Linked DNA regions of Mus musculus: regions 1 and 2 are each linked to region 3. Evidence: chromatin contacts called from public Hi-C and HiChIP or PLAC-seq data. All regions are on one chromosome and are shown on one strand. Each heading gives the region's core, a stretch centred on a gene start, on an enhancer-like site or on the middle of the called end of the contact. The rest is flanking DNA. Distances are from core to core; before and after follow the strand shown.

Region 1 (2,700 bases), core at 75-2,574, 190 kb after region 3:
AACCATAAGTACACCTACTCAACCATATTCATTGAGAGTTTACTTATAAGAGCCAGAAACTGAAAATACCCTAGATAACCTTCAACAGAAGAATGGACAAAGAAAATGTGCTACATTAATGCAATAGAGTATTGCTTAGCTGTTAAAAAAATGACATCATGAAGTTTACATGCGAATTGATTCCTAAAAATCATCCCAAGTGAGGTAAGCCAGACACAGAAAGATAAAGATAATGTATTCACTTAGAAGGGGATATTAGCTATTAATTAAATGATAACCAACTACAATTTGTAGACCCAGAGAGTTCTAGGGGAATGTATCAATCTCTCTGGGAAGAAAAATAATAGATTTTACAGGTATACTGGAGTGAATGAAAAAAGGAGTTGGAAAATTGGGTAGGGGAGAGATGGGGTTGAGGAAGAGAGTGCAGGGATAGACAGCTAGAATTGGATAAAAGTTTTAGGGGATTGTCTGAAAATATACGGCAATTGAATCTTCTTAGAAAATATAAGTATTTCTAATAAAGACTCCTATTAATGGGGGATATAAAGTCTCAACTTGTAGCTAGGCAGGACTTCTGGGCGTTAAACGAGGTTGCATACAATTGAATTGTTGGCCTAGGATAGCCGATGAAAATCACCAAACATCCCAGGCTAGTGCTGAGACAAATGGTTGCTATCCACAAACTGAGAGCAGGGCCCTACTGCTGAGAACAACATACACATAACACATTAAATATGGTGAAGTAAAGCTGGTGCCTACATGGAGCCTTCATTTCAAAGTTCTAGTCTCTTTGCTGTGAGAAGGTACTCTGTAGGCTACCAAATGAGAACTGTGGACAGCAACCCAACCATAAAACCTCTGACCAACAATCTGACATGCCTCCAAAATATGCTAGGGCAATGGTGGCACAGAACCTGTGGAAGTAAGCAATTGATGTTAGATTTGACTCCACAATAGAGAACCCATACTCTACACTAATCTGGTAACCTAGAAACAGAAAGTAGATAGCCCAAACACTTGGAGTAAAACCAAACACTAGTGGTTTTAAAAATTCAATTAAAAGAATCCTAATAATATTCTGCTATACACATAGGTCAGTGCCTTGCATCAGAAAGGTTTTCTCTGACAGCACATGGGAACAGATGTGGAGACCCACAGCCAGCCATCTGTGGAGATAGTCTATTCAAAGGTCTTTGTCAAATCTCTCCTCTCTGAACTCATGGATTCTCATGAAAGTGGCAGTAGACTTACAGTCTTGTAAATCCAGAGGAGACAGAGGACACCAGGATAATAAGGCCTTCTGAATCAACTGAGCAAGGTCCATATGAGTTCAGAGATGAAGCAGCAAACACAGAGCCTGTAGGGACCTGAACTAGGTTCTCTGTGTATATATCACAGCTACTAGCTTAGTATTTTTATGAGACTCTTGAATGTAAATGCAAGCAAGTCTATGACTGTTGTACATTTTTTGGGTTGCCATGTCTAACTATCAACATGATAGATTTTGCTTCATCATATTATATTTTATTTTCTCATGTTTGATCATTATTTCTTAGAAGCCTGTTCTTTTCTAATGAGAGACAGAAGGGAATGAATCTGGAGGGGAGGGGACATGGGGAAGAGCTATAAGGAGGAGAGCAAGGCAACTATAATTAAGATATATTGTATGAGAAAAATATATCTGCAAATAAGATATTGTTATTATATATGCGTTATTATGTCATATAACATTTGAGTGTGCCAATTTTATGCCCATCAACCACCTGTTCCTTATTTCAGGTGATCAATTACTATTTACTGGAAACATCGTCAAAGAGATGACTGTTGAACCATATTCAAAGATGATTCTACATTTCCTTTGAACATTTCCATGCAGTTTGCTCTTTCTCTTTCAGCTTAAAGTTTAATATTTCAAAAACAAGTGGCTTTATAAAAACTAGCACATCTAGTTTCCTTCCCCATCAGTAACTTTCCAGTCATATCCACTCAGTAGCTAAGTTCCTCTTTTTAAAAATAATATAGTCAGAAGTTCAAGTTTAACAACTTACTCAAAAAATCAAGCTATGTGCATTCCACTTCATGCATCATCACCAGCAATAAAAACCCTGAGATCAGAGTGTTGCTTGCAGCATTTTGATGCTCCAGTACAAAGAATAGCGTTCAACCTGCTTTTGAAACTTTACAGGGATGCTCTGATGGTAATGATGCACTTTTTTTTTTCTCCTGTGAAGTAAGAAGATCTGATTTTAAAGACTCACCAAGGTATACAAATGTGCACTGAGAACATTATAGCAGATCCACAAAGAAACTTTCCTAATCACAGTTGTGGGGGGAGGATTCAGTGTGATTTCCACCACAAAGATAGTACAAAGTTCACCAGGCTATTAACCACATCTGTCCTCCATCTCCTGGGTGGAAAATGGGTTATCCCTTTGGAGACAGAACACAAGGCCCTCTATGCCTCCTACACTTGCCTAAGGAGCTGGAGTCTTACTGTAATAGGAAGACTAAAAGAGAAACCTTACATTTTTATGATCTGGCCTGTGTTCCCTTTATCTCTCTGCTCTCTCATCATCTCAGATGTCAGCAGCAAGCAACCCTCTCCTTCTGCAACTGGAGTTGAGAATTGTCCTTGCCACACATGCCTTCCCACTCCAGGATGGACTGTATGCTCAAACCATGAGCTGAAATAAACCT
Region 2 (2,838 bases), core at 175-2,674, 190 kb before region 3:
AAAATAAACCTCTAATCCTGAATCATGATGAACTTCACAAACAGAAAACAATTCTCAGTGGTCATACCAGCTCCAAACACAGGAGCGCACACATAGGAAGGGTTGCCCTTCAGGGTAGAGTATTCTTGATATGTTAGTGCATATACAACCTCAGACCAACTCGTCTAGTGAGGACTGGTGCTAATTAAAACCAGCAATAGTGGATGGCTTGCTGTGTGATGTCAAGAAAAGTCCAGTGGGGATCCAAAGTGTCATAAAGTGAAAGACAGAAGTCAAGAAACTCATTCCAGGTGTACAGGAATGTGATGCTAATGAAGATTAGGACTCTGGGGGTAAAATCTAAGGTCAAGAATTAAGTAGTTTGTTTCAGGAGAAACATGCATTGATATTCTGAAGAATAAAAAAAGAGAAGGAAACAAAGAATATTTCATGGTCTTTCTTGTCACCCCAGTGTCAAACCAATGGTTAAAGTATGGCTATATACACACTATCTTCTAAACATTTATCCCCTTACTTGATATCGTCCTCCAGGAAACCATCAGGGTGAAACCCTGTGGCCAGCTTCTCTTGCCTTGCTTCTCAGCATAAGCACCATGCAAACTCCAACCTCAGTGGGATCCCAGAATTCATCTTTAAACAGACAATGCATTCTTTGAAATTATCATTCTTAAAAATTACACTTCTAATTTTTCTTTATGTTATTTTATATGCCACTTAAGACCAGCCATGTCTCCCGTCACTTGCTCTGGTATCACTTTACCACATTCTCTAGTGTTCTGTAATGCAGAGGACATTCTTGCCTATCTTAAAACACAAGTACTGAAGTCAAAACATTTATCTTTTCCTGACATTCCAGAGCCGCTTTCTGATGATCCAGCTGTCACTCATCTTTAAACTCTTCTCCAGGAATCACAGGAGCAGATACCTGAATACATGATCCTTCTTAAATAATAAATTACAAATATGACCCTGATTGTGAGCACTGTTCATCTTTCATTTTCTCTTATATTTCAGCTCAATGTAATTCAAGAACATTGTTAAAATTCTCTTCATTTACATTATACCATGCATTAAAATTCTCCATACTATCATCTATAATTTGGCTATTGTTCTAGTGATTTTAACACTGGAACTTTACCATGGCTTTCAACAGCACTGTTTCAGTACAAACAACTCACATTTGCTTGTGGAATTTTAATTTTAAAATTCTCCTTAACATAGGCAGAATTCAAGTGCTTAAACTTTTGTAAATATATTATAGTTAATGGAAATTTTTAGTCTAAGTCATTTTCCCCAGTATAACGTCATTGTTTTTGCTACATTAAAGTACATTGGCTTCATATCCTGTTTACACACTGTGAAGGAATAGTATCTGTAACTCCCAGGGGAAAAAAGGCTCTACTCCTGGTCCAGAATGCAGTATGCCACTCTGCCTCTAGGTGGAGCTCTGATTTCTTTCTGTGCCACACAAACCTTTCTGTCATAGTTCCTTAAAACACCAAAGGAAGACAAATAACCTACATAAATGAAAAATAGAGATTGTAATCCACAAACCTATAAATGTGCTGCATTCCTATAGCTGAAACGTTGCCATATTAAAAATCCATTTAAATAAGACATATTTTTTTTCAGGAAGCCTGGTGATAAGAAAGAATATCTTAGTAATTTAATATCCTACTACTCCACACACAAATTTATCTTGAAAAACATGATGAATTTTAGAATATGAATATAAGTAAAGCATAAATCTTAAATTTAAGATTAACCATTATGTCAAATGTTGAGTTGTGCATGTCATTTATATAAATATTAAACTTGATGAATAACAATTTCAGTATCTATGATATACATATATATACACACATATCACTAATATTTCTGTTGTATGAAACAGGCACAGATTAAAAAGAAATATGTTTTCATCTGTTTTGACAACAAAATAAATCAATGTATTATGGCATTATTATTCTGTGAGTCATCAAAAATTACAACTGAGTTATTGAAAAAATCCTCAAATGAATGTCAAATGACTTTATTTGCCTTGTTTGATTTTTTTGCTGAAAACAATAAAACATACCTATCTAATCTATGAACCAATGACAACATATAAAGTTGGTACCTTTTAGCTCACTGCATCATTATTTGTCTATTTCACAATTATCTGTGGTGTGTTGATGCTTATTTTATCTCTAGCTCTTAAATATTGATACAGACTCAATAAAGTCTGACCACAGATTTTCATCTAATACATTCAATTAAAATAAGAGCTGAGAGTAGGTTCTATTAGTGTTATATACTAAGTACCTGAGTGTAAAAGTCAGAAAAATAAATAATTCTGAGAAACTTCTGAATCCAATAATAAGGGAGATAAATGGTACTAACTCCACAGCCAGTCCTACAGCACCCAGAGGAGGCTCCACTCCCAGGCACTCTAGCATGCCCAGGATCTTAGGATCAGGGGTGAGCAGGACACAACATCTGTTCTAAAACCACCAGGAATAACTGGGAACAGCAGGATCCAGGAGCACAGGAATCATGCCCAACCAGTGGCTCTGGTTCCTTCTGATCTGCCCTGATTTACCTTGGATGCTATCTCTGCAACCAGTCTCACAGCACCAGAGGAGACTCAAATCCCAGGAGCTCTAACACATCCTGGATCCCAGGAGCTTGGTCACACAAGAATCTGAACATTTCAGAGGCAGCTTAACTCTCAGGAAGTCTGAAACACCCAGAATCTTAGGAATCACAGGCTCACAGAGACAGCTAGACTCTGAGGAGTTCTGACACAACCAGGATTATAGGAAGGACAGGCTCCAGTCAGATATATCGAGGGCAGGT
Region 3 (2,700 bases), core at 88-2,587:
GTAAGGTTCTATTGTTAAAGGCACCATGGACTTCAGGCACAGGAACAAGAGGTCACTGATATAGAACATACATAAATTCTTCCTCCCTAAAGACTGTTTTTCTTGCTACCAGAGGCACAATGCAAAGTTCCAAAAGGAGGAAGCAACAGACAGTCCTACAGAGGTATGAAGCCTATAAATAATCACAACACGCAACATGGTACATTAGCCCTAGGAGTATAGTACTACGTGCATCCCTTATTGGTAGCCAATGACACTCTAATTGAATATAACACCTACACAAAAAGAGGGTACCTATTCCTGGTACTGTAACCCTAGCCAACTATTCAGGAATAGTGAAGTTATAGTTCATGTAAAGGAACCTATGGCCATCACTTTATAAATCAATACCATCCCTCATTACATTCTAAATTTTTGTACCCATGGCCAAAGATAAGTGTAGTCCGTGTCCCACATCAGGGAAACTTCTCATTACAGCAGATAGAAACCGTTACAAAAATGACAACCAATCAAAAGGCAGAGCTATAAAGCCCAGTCCTACTTGATAGATATATAAAACATATCTTGCACATAAGGCTTGAGGAGGTAGAAGTATTGGAAGAGCCTTCAAGAGGAGGTAGAAGTATTGGAAGAGCCAAATTAGAGTATCTGCTGTGAGCTAGTATCTCATATTACTATCAGAAGGTATATCCCAGAAAGTCTCACCCATATGACTGCATAACCTGGGTTGAACAAAGATAACAATATGAAACATACAGATGTAGATTGGGGGAAGCTCCCAAAGCTCCAGTTCTCCACAAAGATCTGTGGGCAACTAAGGAAATCCCAGAGTGGGAGAAGTGGTCATGCTCATGGAAGAACACATTAATTTTGTTCTCTGTGGCAAATAAACAGCTCTGAAAATATACCTACAAGTAATAATATACACAACGAGGTGTGTGTGTAACAAGAATCAATGATAAAAAGAAAGATCACCAATGTGCAGTCAAGTGTTCAACCACTCAACTATACTCTCAACACCATGGATTTGAGAAAGGATAGGGGAGTTATATGACAGAGTCTGGTGATAGAAAATGGAAGCAGAAATTATGTAATTACCTTTTAACTTCAAAAGAAAGAATGTAATACCATCATCCCCCATGGGTAGCTGGCTGGATTTAGATAGTACAGGGTGACAAGTACAGAGGAAATAGGTATAGTGATCTCAAAGGTCACTATGAAGTAAAATAAGTGATGGATTTAGAAAGTTCATTAAAACATATTGCTAGCTAACACATGACAAAAAGGAGTGAGGGGGATATCACTACATTCACACAGTTCACACGCTTCTGCTTCTGTGCTGAGAAGGCAAGGAAGTGTCTGGATCAAGCTGATCAGCTACTGGCCCAGAGAGCGGGGTAGAACAATCCTTTCAAAACGCAAAAAGATTCTAGCAAGGAGATTGCTTCATCAAATCCCTGAAGGGAAAAAAATCGGTATCTATACATAAAGAAATATCTTCCCAAATATTTCTGAACTTTTCTGGAGTACATTCGTGTTAGTTGATTGCAGCACATTTTAAGACTGTACATGCCGTCGTTGTTGATTTGTGGGGACTTTCATAATACATAACCGGAAAGTGAATAAGCAAAAGCTAGAGGGAAAGCCACAGGTCTGCGGTGAATTTGTCTTTCTCACTCATTTGCTATAAAATCAATCTAGTTTTTTAAAAAATTCTTTCCTGTTGTGTTAATTGCCTATTTGCTTATAGTAAAACCAGCCTGACAAAGGCTACCTATAGAAATAAGGATTGATTTGGGATTATAGTTCTATCAAACAGTTCAAAATGACAAAGATGAGATTGCATCAGGCAGCCAGAGAAGACAGCTCATTGACCAGCTAGAAGCTGAGAGAGGAAAACAGAAGCACATCAAAGCTATAATCTCCAATGAGTTCTTACTCCCACAAGGCTACTTCCTAAAGGTTTTGTATCCTCCATGGAACAGCAACTGGGGACCAAGTATTCCAATGCCTGAACCTATGTGGGAATTCTTTCCTCAAACTGCCTAACTTGTTAACTATAGAAAGTTATAATGCTGTCAAAGACTCTAATATCTGACACAGCTAAGATCCAGTAATTGATAGAATATGATTTTAATATTTAGAAAAATTTTATGATGCACCAGTAGGACTAGTTATGAAACTATAAAAAGCTAGCTGCCCCAATCCCAGAAAATGAAGCAATATTGCCATGTAATTAAAACACTCAAGAATTTAGAGTCCTTCATTTTCCTTGATAATTTACAACATCTTTATATTTTTCAATGACATGTGGCTTATGCTGCATGATTTTTAGCAAGAATAAAAGATGAATTGTGAGTCATCAGATACTGTTGGATATTTCTCTTATCATTTTGTTTGTTGGTGCTATTTCTACAAATACTTATATTTTTAAATTTTTATTTGATATTCTAGACCATGAACAAACATTTTTCAAAGTACGTTTCTGTTTAAATGCTCAGATAAAAAAACAAAACAAAAAACAACAACAACAAAAAAAAACTTCTCTGATGGCATCCTCTTAACGATTTTCCAGATGCAACACCAGTCTCTCTGCATGGGTCAAAATGTGCTCCCTATGCACACCTGCATATCTCAAGTAAAAAAGTTCTGTTAATTATAGGTTGGTTCTCTAGGTAAGCATTTTTCCTCACTGCAAGC

What was found. A called contact is a pair of places that touch in the nucleus more often than the background predicts. HiChIP or PLAC-seq counts read pairs in DNA pulled down with a chosen protein or histone mark.
Region 1: an H3K4me3 HiChIP or PLAC-seq map of bone marrow-derived macrophages shows a contact between it and region 3, with 3 times the contacts expected there. The contact joins two enhancer-like sites. A contact is called at or near these places in 2 of 39 promoter capture datasets (the C10 cell line and the HPC-7 cell line), 2 of 484 Hi-C or Micro-C datasets (the C10 cell line and bone marrow-derived macrophages) and 2 of 115 datasets of contacts at active chromatin or transcription factors (acute myeloid leukemia and bone marrow-derived macrophages).
Region 2: a Hi-C map of bone marrow-derived macrophages shows a contact between it and region 3, with 2.5 times the contacts expected there. The contact joins two enhancer-like sites. A contact is called at or near these places in 3 of 484 Hi-C or Micro-C datasets (the G1E-ER4 cell line, bone marrow-derived macrophages and group 2 innate lymphoid cells).

What each region holds. Positions count from the first base shown.
Region 1 is chr1:95,380,520-95,383,219 of GRCm38.p6, reverse strand. No RefSeq gene overlaps it. Among named protein-coding and RNA genes, the nearest start is that of Fam174a, 68 kb to the right of the region's middle. Within about 2 kb of position 1,324, at least 18 of the 459 cell types and tissues checked have an H3K27ac peak or open chromatin away from gene starts, as enhancers often do. A contact at or near this core is called in the HPC-7 cell line and bone marrow-derived macrophages, where this site is marked.
Region 2 is chr1:95,761,032-95,763,869 of GRCm38.p6, reverse strand. No RefSeq gene overlaps it. Among named protein-coding and RNA genes, the nearest start is that of 4930598F16Rik, 46 kb to the right of the region's middle. Within about 2 kb of position 1,424, at least 4 of the 459 cell types and tissues checked have an H3K27ac peak or open chromatin away from gene starts, as enhancers often do. A contact at or near this core is called in bone marrow-derived macrophages, where this site is marked.
Region 3 is chr1:95,572,003-95,574,702 of GRCm38.p6, reverse strand. No RefSeq gene overlaps it. Among named protein-coding and RNA genes, the nearest start is that of St8sia4, 94 kb to the left of the region's middle. Within about 2 kb of position 1,337, at least 53 of the 459 cell types and tissues checked have an H3K27ac peak or open chromatin away from gene starts, as enhancers often do. A contact at or near this core is called in the HPC-7 cell line and bone marrow-derived macrophages, where this site is marked.